Regions from separate parts of the Macaca mulatta genome. Here region 1 is linked to region 2. The links are chromatin contacts, called in public Hi-C maps. All regions are on one chromosome and are shown on one strand. Each heading gives the region's core, a stretch centred on a gene start, on an enhancer-like site or on the middle of the called end of the contact. The rest is flanking DNA. Distances are from core to core; before and after follow the strand shown.

What was found. Hi-C and Micro-C count contacts between places; a contact is called where the count stands out from the background.
Region 1: a Hi-C map of fetal cortical plate shows a contact between it and region 2, with 3 times the contacts expected there. The contact joins the promoter of PHF8 here to the promoter of HUWE1 in region 2. A contact is called at or near these places in 2 of 14 Hi-C or Micro-C datasets (fetal cortex germinal zone and fetal cortical plate).

The regions. Positions count from the first base shown.
Region 1 is chrX:53,874,482-53,880,341 of T2T-MMU8v2.0, reverse strand. PHF8 (PHD finger protein 8) reads left to right here and starts at 3,683. Exons shown (of 25, transcript XM_077989073.1): 1 at 3,683-3,996; 2 at 4,434-4,499; 3 at 4,969-5,039. The coding sequence starts at 5,024. It overlaps LOC144338685 (a long non-coding RNA gene), which reads right to left. Exons shown (of 2, transcript XR_013412979.1): 2 at 5,444-5,860.
Region 2 is chrX:53,519,211-53,525,161 of T2T-MMU8v2.0, reverse strand. It overlaps HUWE1 (HECT, UBA and WWE domain containing E3 ubiquitin protein ligase 1), which reads left to right and starts at 3,169. Exons shown (of 83, transcript NM_001266752.1): 1 at 3,169-3,227.

The DNA of each region.
Region 1 (5,860 bases), core at 2,434-4,933, 350 kb before region 2:
TTTTTAGTAGAGACGGGGTTTCACTGTGTTAGCCAGGATGGTCTCGATCTCCCGACCTCGTGATCCGCCCGTCTCGGCCTCCCAAAGTGCTGGGATTACAGGCTTGAGCCACCGCGCCCGGCCCATCCTGCTAGTTTTTATTTCAAGTGTGTGCAAACCACGTTTTGTTTCTGTGTTTCAAATTGTGCGAAGAACCATTAATTGATTACCTTCCCATTACATTTATACACCAGTTGCTGTTAAATCCACACTAGTGGTATAAAGGAGTGGTTAAGAGCCTGGACTCTGAGCCTGTATCACCAGGAACCCCTGCTAGGATACAAACTAGCTAAGTGACCTCCAGCAAGTGAATTAAAGTTTCTGTACTCAGCTTCATCATCCATACAATGGTAATAGTATTGATATCTACTTAATATGGTTGTTCTAAGGTTTCAGTGACTTAATGCTTCTAGCGAGTTGGTAACAGTGCTTAGCACAGTAAGTTCTCAGATAATGTTATTTTGTATTATTTTGTCTTTTGTTTTTACTGTTCTTGTACTTTCAAGTCTGTTTCAGAGGACACCTGTTTTTCCTCATGTAAGTTTCCTCCCAAATCCTCCCTTTTCCACTCATGTATTTTATAGTTCACTGTAGCCCTCATCATTTTTTTTTTTTTACCTCAATATATGTAGAGAAATGAATTGGAAAAGATCCTGCTGAGGTTCCCTCTAGAGAGGTAAGCAGGCATTGAATGCCCTGTCACGGGGAAACTTCAGCCTGGCTGTTTGAATGTTTATAATGGGAATGCCTTTACATTACAATGGGATGGAACTGAATCTGTGTTATTTAAAATAAATGTTTACAATTGTTAAATGCAGTTGGGGTGGGGGAAGTAGGCTTCCAGGGCAGCCTGGTGCTGTGGCAGCCAGGTCCCATCATGGACTGCATCCTCTGAGACTGGACCAGTCCACACATTTCCAGGGCAGCAGTCGTCTGCCTCCCATCCTTAGCAGTGGCAAGACTTCCTTTGTCAGCAAATCTGACTACCTCTGGTTCAGACCCCTGGCAGCTTTGCCTTTCACAATATCCTTTGTCCACTCCCCATCTCTCAAAGACACTGGGGAGGAATTTTAGGAGTCGGGGTAGGTACCACTGTACCTAGGTCCAATACTACCTCTTGTGAAGCCCTTCCTCACACACCCACTGAACGTGTTTGAATTAACTGTGACTGCCTCTTTGTTCCTAGACAGGTTGCTCAAACCTCTAGGTAGCACTTAGGGTTTGACCTTTTCCAGCCTCGTTGTTTTGTTAATTAGATCGTCTATTCCCTAAGGGTACATACGGGGTCTCTAATTCAAGCTTGTAGCCCGCCCAGTCCTCTTGCCCCCATCTTAGGGCTTTAGCACTCTTTTTTTTTTTTTTGAGATGGAGTCTCGCTCTGTCACCCAGGCTGGAGTGCAGTGGTGCGATCTCAGCTCACTGCAACCTCCACCTCCTGGGTTCAAGAGATTCTCCTGCCTCAGCCTCCCAAGTAGCTGGGACTACAGGCGCGTGCCACCACACCCAGCTAATTTTTTGTATTTTTAGTAGAGACGAGGTTTCACCATGTTGGCCAGGATGGTCTCGATCTCTTGACCTCATGATCCGTCTGCCTCAGCCTCCCAAAGTGCTGGGATTACAGGCATGAGCCACCACGCCCGGCCAACATTCTTGATTCCTTTTGCCCTTGTCCCTAGCTAGCTCTTTTTGTTATTCAGGTCTCAGCTCCTGTCACCTTCTCTGAGAAGCCTTCCTTGACTACCTTATCTAAAACAGACTGCTTTCCTTTCAAATCATTCTCTATGTCATAACTGGTCTTACTTTCCTGATAGCACTCACCGCAATCGGAAATTCTCTGATTTGCCTCACTTTTTATCCGTCTCCCTTGCTGGAAATGAGTCACAGGAGGGCGGGGACTTGTCTGTTTTGTTTACCCCTAAATCCCCAGTGCCTAACAGTAGGTGTTCAAGAAAATATGTGAATGAAATTCACCTATTAATGAAATTTTATTTGATCATTGACTGTTTCCGCCAGTAGACTGTCAGCTCCATGCAGGCCAGGGCCTTATCTGGGGTACCTCAAAATCCTCAGCACCTAGCACAGTGCACGGTGCATAGTAGATCAATAAAGAACTGTTGGGTGGCCGGGTCCGGTGGCTCATGCCTGTAATCCTAGCACTTCGGGAGGCCGAGGCGGGTGGATCACAAGGTCAGGAGATCGAGATCATCCTGGCTAACACGGTGAAACTCCGTCTCTACTAAAAACAGAAAAATTAGCCGGGCGTGGTGGCGGGCTCCTGTAGTCCCAGGTAATCGGGAGGCTGAATCAGGAGAATGGCGTGAACCTGGAGGCGGAGCTTGCAGTGAGCCGAAATCGCGCCACTGCACTCCAGCCTGGGCGACAGGGCCAGACTCCGTCTCAAAAAAAAAAAAAAAAAAGAACTTTTGGGTGAGTGATTTAATGTTCCACACACACCGGAATTCAACATAGCCCAAATTAAATTTAGTCTCTTCCCCACCAAACCTGTTTTCTCTTCTGCGTAGCCCAGTTCATTCAGTGGCACTGTCATCCACGCTGACACTCAACCCAGAAATGAACTCACACCCCTTTCACTCACTCATCCGCTATTATCAGTTTCCAAACACTGCCTATTCAACCTCCAAAATATCCAAATTATCTCATCTTTTTCTACCCTTTCCCACACTATCCTGGACCAATTTTCCCCCCGACACTAGTGAAACAGCCTCACTCCTCCTGACTCCTTGTGAAGCTAAGAAAGCTTAAACTGCAGGACCTGTCACTTTCCATAGGGTCACACGATCATGTGTTTTATAAAGTTCACAAAATATATTTAAACAATTGGTTCAAAGTGCTGTCCCTTTCCACTGAGGGCCTGGCCATACTTTCCCTTGCATTAGGTGGTGTTGGAGCTGCCTGACATTTTTGAGATCCACCTAAGGGGAAGTTGATTTGGGGGATACATTTAGGTTGGGTTTCATGGGATATTTGTTATTTAAAAATTTATTTTGTTTTTATTTTGTAGAGACAGGGTTTCACTATGTTGCCGAGCCTGGTCTTGAACTCCTGGGCTCAAGCGATCCTCCCATCTTGACCTCCCAAAGTGCTGGGATTACAGACGTGCAATCTGCACCCAGCCCCATGGTACATTTACATTGTGCCTTGTATCACTTCTCTTCATAATTATTACACGGGTGGAGGAATTGCTTGTAGAAATACTCTTACTGCCTACCTTTGATCCTAATTTTGTATTCATAAGTCAATTTTTTTCTTTTCTTTTCTTTTTTTTTTTTGAGATGGAGTCTCGCTCTGTCACCCCGGCTGGAGTGCAATGACACAGTCTCGGATCACTGCAACCTCCGCCTCCCGCGTTCAAGCGATTCTCCTGCCTCAGCCTCCTGTGTAGCTGAGACTGCAGGCGCGTGTCACCACACCCGGCTAATTTTTGTATTTTTAGTAGATACTAAACATGGTTTCACCACGTTGGCCAGGCTGGTCTCGAACTCTTGACCTCGTGATCCGCCCGCCTTGGCCTCCCAAAGTGCTGGGATTACAGGCGTGAGCCACCACGCCTGACTGTTTTTTTTCTTAAAGATGTCTCACCCTTCCTCCCCCAAACCATATAAGCTTCAGGTCCCATTAAACCTGGACCTTTCAGTGCAGTGGCTCAGGCCTGTAATCCCAGTGCTTTTAGAGGATCTCCTGAAACCAGGAGTTTGAGACCAGCCTGGGCAATATAGCGAGGCCTGGGCTCTACAAAAAATCAAAAATAACCGAGTGTGGTGGTATGCGCCTATAGTCCCAGCTACTCAGGAGGCTCTGGCGGAAGGATTGCTTGAGTCCACGAGTTCTAGGGTGAAATGAGCTATGATCGCCCAGCCTGAGTTGACAGAGTGAGACCTTGTCTCTAAAATAAACATTAAAAAAAAAAAAAAAAAAAAACCCTAAACCATCCTCTGGGTAAGTCACAAATATGAGACTCAGCTACTCCTGCTCAAATACCTTCTTTTCTTTTTACTAACTGCATACAATCTAAACTCTTTTGCATTTCGCAATCTTTCATGTTTTGACCCTTTACTGTTTGACCTCCTACCTATCTCTCTTCTGTTCTCCTTGTTTCAACAATATTCAACTTTTAGTAAATATTTTTCTATGTGCCTCCATGCATTTGTACACGTTGATCCTTTTGAGTACAATGTTCTCGCTTGTTTATTTAAGTGAACTTATATCCTCCATGTCTCCCTGCCGTCTTTCTTACAGCAGCTGCAAGCGGTTTGTAAGGCTCTTTTGTAGCTTCGTGTTGCATTTTGCAAAGGTCATTTTGCAGGTGGTATTTGTGTGCTTGCTGCGCCTTCTATTCCATTGTTTACTCGCAACTTTGTTTCCTGCACTGGCAGATGCCCTCCCACTCCAGAGGCCCTGTTTTCACCATTGCATCCCCAGGGCCTAACCCACCATCACTGGTTAGTAAATTGTGTGCACGCACACATTTATTTTGTAAAGCAATGGGACCCTTTAAGAAAATGAAATAGTAAGATAACTCCTAGATAATTTTCTAGAATGTTTGGGAAAACCTAGGCCATCTTGAAGCATATGTATGAAGCTCCACTAACTCAGCAAAGCTCCACTAACTCAGCCTTTCCTCTCATCCCCTATCCCCTCCCCTCAGGCTATAGTCAGAAAATTGTGGGACAGGTGCAAACAAATCCTTGAACTGTATTTGAACTGAAGTGAAACAGTAGGGTCAAAGAAGAGTTCAGAGGGAGTTGTGGAGTTGGCAGCGCTTTACAGAGGAACTACACTGAGGGCCTGAGGACAGAACGCGGGTAGCACAGGGCGAAAGGTTCAACGTCCCTGCTCTGGGACTCAAGTCACTTGGCTTCTCGAAGCCCCTGCCTTCATTTGGTGATAATCACAGAGCTTCCTTCACAGGGGTAAGAACAACGCAGAGACCGTGGGAAAGAGCCCAGCCCGCCGAAGGTGCTCAATGATCAGGAGCCGCGGTGAGTACTCCGCCTCTACCCCGGCTGAAGCCCGCCCCCGCCGTCACCTATTAATTTTGTAGTTTGGAGTCACCGAGTTCACCTCCTCTCATAGGAGGAGAAGGCTGGGGAGGAGGAGTGTGCGAGTCGGGGTAGCTTAACTCCCTGTTTGCCCGGAGGAGGGGGAAGGCTAGGAAGTTTCGGGCCCCACTCAAAATGGAGCCAAACGTCTGCCTCGCCTAAGATGGCGGCTTCTCCGCCTCTGGGCTCAAGGTCTTCAGCGGCGATTGGGCACCTTAAAGAGACTAGCGGGTCCAAAGGTGGCTGAGAACCGCCCTCCTTTCTCAAGGTGGCGCCCCGCCCCCTGGCGGCGTCACCCGGGAGCCGGCGGCTCGCGGTTCCCCGCCTCCGCCGCGCTCACCTCGCGAGCCCAGCCCTCATAAGATGGCGGTCAAGCCTTGGCTCTGTGGGTAGCGCCGCCACTCTCAACATGGTAGATGTTTACCCCGTATTTCTCCTCCCCTCTCCGCTTCAACTTCCTCGTTGCTTTGAATAAACTTTATTGACTACTCCGAATTGCCTACCACCGCCACTGGGCTTCTCCCAACGACTTTTCGGGCCGTGTGCCTCGGACGTGGCGGCCGGTTCATCTCTTTCCCCGTTGGTTTGCTCGCGACTATCTCCTGCTGGCCCAGCGACGACGCCACTTGCCCGTTCGCCGGGCGGCCGCCAGACTAGGCCCAAGCCGCGGTCTCCAGTAGGCCCGAACGGCCGGGCCGAGGGGAATGTTGTGGAGGAGGCTGCTCTGAAGTACCGTCGGGCGACTGGCGACGCGCGACCCA
Region 2 (5,951 bases), core at 1,920-4,419:
AATATCAACAGAATAAACTCTAGAGAGTTTAGTTAAATGAGAAAGAGAAATGCATAAAAATAAGATGGCTTGATTGGTGGATAGATAAATGATATATATGTAGTACAGTTATAACAAAACATGGTGAAATCAATGTGGTGGGTATGCAGATGTAAAATTCTTTCAACGTTGTCGTATGTTTGAAAACGTTCATAATAAAATAGTAAAAATCTCTTGGGGCACAGCACAGTGGCTCATGCTTGAAACAACAACTTTGGGAGGCTGAGGAGGATTGGAGAGGATTACTTGAGCCCAGGAGTTTGGGACAAGGCTGGGCAACATAGTGAGACCTCGTCTTGTTCCCCACTTTCCCCCTGCAAAAAAAATTTAGCCAGTCATGGTGGCTTGCACCTGTAGTCCCAGCTATTCGGGATGCTGAGGCGAGAAGATCCCTTGATCCCTTGAGCCCAAGAGATCCAGGCTGCAGCAAGCCGTGATCATGCCCCTGGGAGACAGAGTGAGACTGTCTCAAAAAAAAAAAAAAAAAAAAAAGAAAGAAAGAAAGAAAGAAAATACTCCTTAGCTAATAATCAGGGAAATGTAAATAATGAGACATTTTTCACCCATTATATTGGAAAAATATTAAAATGATTGGTTAATATCGAGTCCGGGTAAGAATTTAGGGAAATGGTAATTCTTACTCACTGCTAGTGGAGGTATAAACTGAAATAGTCGTTCTACGTGGCAATTTGTCATTTGACATTATGTACTAAAATTTCAAAATGGGCTATCTTTGGGCAGAGCACAGTGGCTCACGCCTGTAATCCAAGCACTTTGGTAGGCCGAGGCAGGAGGATCACTTGAGCTGAGGAGTTTGAGACCAGCCTGAGCAACGTAGTGATATCTCATCTCTACAAAAAATACAAACATTAGCCAGGCGTGATAGCACAGGCCCGTAGTCCCAGTTACTCGCGGGAAGACTGAAGCAGGAGGATTGCTTGAGGTGGGAGGATCGCTTGAGCCTTGGAGGTCAAGGCTGCAGTAAGCCCTAATCGCACCAGTGCACTCCAGCCTGGGTGACAGTGAGACACTGTCTTAAAAAAAGAGAAAAAGTGTGCTACCTTTATCCAACTATTTCATTTCTCCATGTTTATCTCACAGAAATATTTTAGCATCTGCAGAAAAAAGCATGTACAAGGAATTTTATTGCAGCATTGTTAATAGTAGGAAAAAAACCCACTGTAATAGTCAAAGATGGAAAATAACATGTGTTTATCCATAGGTGAATGATTACAGTATATTCATTCAATGGAATACTATGCAGTAGGTAAGATAAATGAGGTAGATTTATATATATTGACATGGAAAGATCTTCAAGCTACATTAAGTGAATAAAGCAATTAACAGAACAATACATAGGATGCTATTCGTTTTTTAAATGAAAAACAAAAACAGAGTCATGCTTTTCTATTTGTGTATACGAATGTAAGGGGAACTTTAAATTTATCCGTGTTTTACAATAATCTTGTGTAATTAGGAAACCAATTTTAAAATGAAAAAAGAACAAAAGTTAATTACATGCTAAAGAAAGTATAGTTTCATGTTGCCACCAAAATGTTGCAGATGGGCCGGGCGCGGTGTCTTACGCCTGTAATCCCAGCGCTTTGGGAGGCGGAGGCGGGTGAACTGCTTGAGTCCAGGAGTTTGAGAACAGCCTGGCGACATAGTGAGACCCCGTCTCTACAAAAAATAAAAAGTTATCCAGGCGTGGTGGCGCATGCCTGTAGTCCCAGTTACTTGGGAGACTGAGGCAGGCAGGAGGATCCTTGAGCCCAGGAGGTCAAGGCTGCAGTGAGCCGTGACCATGCCACTGCACTTCACCCTGGGTGACAGAGTGATACTTTGTCTCAAAAAAAAAAAAAAAAGTAAAAATATTTAAAGCAACAATGTATCTCGAAGGGGCCCTGTACATCTCCTGAGATCATATACAAAATATTATGTGTAAGTATATATTGGGGTGGGGGATCCATTCAGCAGATTCTCAATTCGAGGGATGAACCACTGCTCTGGAGGGCTGGAATTAGAGAAGTGGAGGGTATAATTACAGTTTTTATTTTCTCGATGTCTCAGGAGTTCTTTTAATAGTGCTTTTGTCTTTAAATACTAAATTAATACATACTTTTTATTAAAAAGTGAAACCTTATCGAAGTAGCTAGAGTTCCAAGTCAAAGTCCCTCGTCCCTCCAATGTCGTCCGCAGCCCACAATAAGCAGGGTTAACAGGGGATCTCCTACCGGGTCCTTTTTATTCCCATGTATTTACAGATGCAGATCCTCTACAGGATCCTTGTCAATCGCACTGCCGTTCCAAATAATCAAAGGAGAAAAAGAGAATGTTTATTGAGGGCTTACTATGTGCCTGAAGTGTTTTAAGGGTTTGCTCGCGTGAACTCTGGGGGGTTGGCGTCCCACATCGTCTCCCACCCTCCGCTCTGGGTCCAGGCTTGCCCTCTTGCCCCACACTCCCCATTCTTCACAAGGCATCTGGCGAGGTCGTTAATTTTTAAAGGTAAATCAGATCAAATCATGTTCCCTTCCACGGCTTCCACCGTGCCTCGAATCAAATCCCAATTCTTAGCGACCCTATCATCCTCTATGGTTGCGTTTACTGGGCCTCGGGTAGCTCAGGCGCGGTCCCCTGCAAGGGACCCAGCTTCACCGCGGAGGGAGCTCCCTCCCGAGGGGCAGGGGCGGGGCTTCGCGTGCGGTGGGTGGAGCCCCAAAGCGAGTTTGAGCTGAGCCGGAGCGAGGAGGCTTTCGACTGAGGGCTAGCGAGGGGAGCAGGGCTGGAGCAGGGCTGAAGCAGGGCTGAAGCAGGGCCGCGGACCCCGCACGCTCCTGCGGGCCCCGCGGAGCCATTGCGGCCGAGGTGAGCGTCTATCCCTGGACTGGGGAGCGAGCTCTGTACGCGCGGCCGTTCTCGGCTTCTCGCGGGTGGCAGTGGCGAGGTGGGGGGGGGGGAGTTCCCACGGGACCCTGCGCGGAGGCGCGGAGGTGGCGGCCTTGGGGAGCCTGCGGGAAAGGCTGCTGGAGGGGCTGGGCGGCCTGCCCCAACCCTCCCTGAACCCCGCCTCCTCTCCCCTCCCCCAGGCCTCGGCCGGCGCCAGCAAAGAGCTAGCCGCATCTTCGGGGGCAGCCGGGCAGCGGCCGGCGGCGCGGCGAGAGAGCGACTGACAGAGGGGATGCGAGGTACCGGCATTAGCCATGGCCAAGTGGCCCTAAAGAGGGAGTAGAGGCCGGGCCTTCAGCATTTCTCACTGGTTCGAGGAAGGCGGCCTCAGAGGAGAGGGAAGGTGAGGGGCGGGCAGGCAGGCTTCGCGGGTAACTACTAGGCGTTGCATATATATGTTTTGGTATCTAAATGGTACTACACATACTCACACACATTCATTTTGACTAATTGCTTGTTTAAAAATCTAAGAATATGTCTTGTAGATCTTCTTATATCCGGGAATCCAAATTTATGTCGGGTTTTAAACAGCTGCATTGTATGATTGTACTACAGTTTAACCATTTCCCGATTGATATACATTAGCTTGTTTCTCTGTTGGGGGAGGGAGGGGACTATTACAAGCAATGCCATAATGAATGGGTTTGTGTATATGTATCATGCCATGTATGAGTATTTCTGTAGGATAAATTCTTAGAAGAGTAATCGTTGGGTCAGGGTGTATATGCATTTTGAATTTTTATACATTTGTCCAAATTGCCTTCCCAAAAGCCTGTACTAATTTACACTCTTTAATGTTGTGCGAGAGTGCCTATTTTTCCACAGTTATGCCAACACGTATTATAGATCTTTGTAATTTTAGCCAATTTAAAGGGCAAAAAATCGTATGTCATTGTTTTCATTTGCATTTCCCTGATTACTGGTGAAATCGATCATATTTTTGTTTGTAAATAGGCAAATATCAATAGTTTAGATAGGCAGTTTTCCTATTTATAAGCAATAAGCATTTTGAAATTTTAATAATAAAAAAACCTGTTCGCAAGAGAAACGAATACAAATACCTGGAAGTAAACTATAAAACTTTATTGACGAATACCATAAAAGAACATCTGCATTAAAGGAGAAGGAATACTATGCTTCTGAATAAGAAGGCTCAATATTGTAGTGATGTCCATTTTTCCTCTATTGGTTTATACAGTTGATGCAATTTCAATAAATATACCAAGTTTTTTTGGAACTTACTATGATTCTAAAGTTCATCTGGGGGAAAAATGGCTAAGAATAACTGAAAAAATATTTTAAAACGTGAGTTTTAAATAGGGATATTTGTACTACTGGCTATTAAAATGTACTCTAAAGGAACTATTTAAATTAGAACGGACAGAACAATGCATTAGAATGGAAAAGCCCACAAATCGAGCCAGATTGGATCCCAAGATTTGTTGGAGAAACACTGTTGGCTAGACGTGGAAAAACTGCCATATTCAGGCATTCCCCCCCCATCCCCGAAGCTTGAATATTCCTTTGAGGGCAGACTCCTTTGTTTGGAGAAAACCACTTTATTGGATCTTTTTGGTTATGCCAAGGTAAAGCTTCAGTAGTTAAAATTGGTGACTTTGGAACTAGAACTAATGATATGGCCTTTAGTTAGATTAAGATGGATTCAGGTTAGCCTGCAGTGCGGCGAGGGAAGGAGTCTAGATAATACAGGTTTAAGAATTTTTTTCCCTATCTAATGGGCAAAAAATGTTATGTCATTGTTTTCATTTGCATTTGTGTGCTTACTGTGGGATTGAACGCCTTTTAAATGTTAGTCCAGGAAAATATGTTATTCCTGGAGACAGGTAACAATGGGGGACTCTTTGCTCCCCTTCCAGAATGGAGTTTGGCTAATTGGTACAGCCTTGCCCGGAAGCGTGAGAATAAACAGGTTGACTTTTTAAATTTTCCTCAAGCACTAGGCTCTAGACACCTAGATCGGGGGCGGAGGCAGTTTTCAGGACATGGCCGAGATTTGGCGCTGAGCTGTGTCATCGCGAGGTTTGGCAGCCAGCTCCGCAGTGGGTCGGAAACCTCGTGGTAGGCGAGATCCCTGCAGGACGGGAGGTTCCTCCCTTCCCCCGAAAAACTCCCAGTCATTTTCACGAAGCCCCGCCTTTCTCCTTTTTAGGAGTGTGCACCAGGTCTCGCGATATCTTATGTTTCCTAAAGGCGAGGCGCGGGCGGCATCCTGCGGTGAATTAAGAAGGTCTCGCCGAGCTAAAGCGTAATATCGCGATAGTTCTCAACGCATGCGGGAGCCGGCCCTGGTAGGTTGGCTCCGCCCCTCACTGCTTCGTTAGGTTGTGCGTCATTTGCTTTTGGCTTCGCGTAGGGTGAAGCTGTAGCTACTTCGGCTTTGGTGGGAGGGAGGAGGGGTCTGGAAAGGGCTGGGCTCAGGCTTTTCCCGTCCGGTAGAGGCTCTCGCGGGATCGCGCGGAAGCGGCGGTGGCTCGGCTACTGACTGCGGTAGCCGCGGAGGCGGCGGCAAGGTCTTCGGCTCGTGCCGTTCTAAGCCGGAGAATTCTCGCGGGAGCGGGGTTACGTCCTCGTGGGATTCGTTGGCGGTGGCTGAGGTAGCTCAGGGGTGGGGGGGGGGCAGTGACTAGGGTCGGTCCGCCTGCTGTTAAGATGGCGGCGGAGGCTGATGTCTGTCCGGCCAGGACCAAGCACAGAGGTGTTGGCTATCTGCCTTTATGACGCCTCTGAGGTACCCAGCGTTAAGGAGGTGACGATTGGCGAAACGCCGGGGTGCCGGTAAACCAGACCTGAGGCGAAGACCACCTAGTTTCTAGTCCGTTGAGGCGACACCATTTCCCGGGCCTCGGCCGCGTGTGGGCCCGCCTTTGCTCCACCGATCGGTCAACGCCTCCGTTGTCGCCGCCGCAGTGGGCGGATTGGGAAGGGTGGGAGGGGAGTCTGGA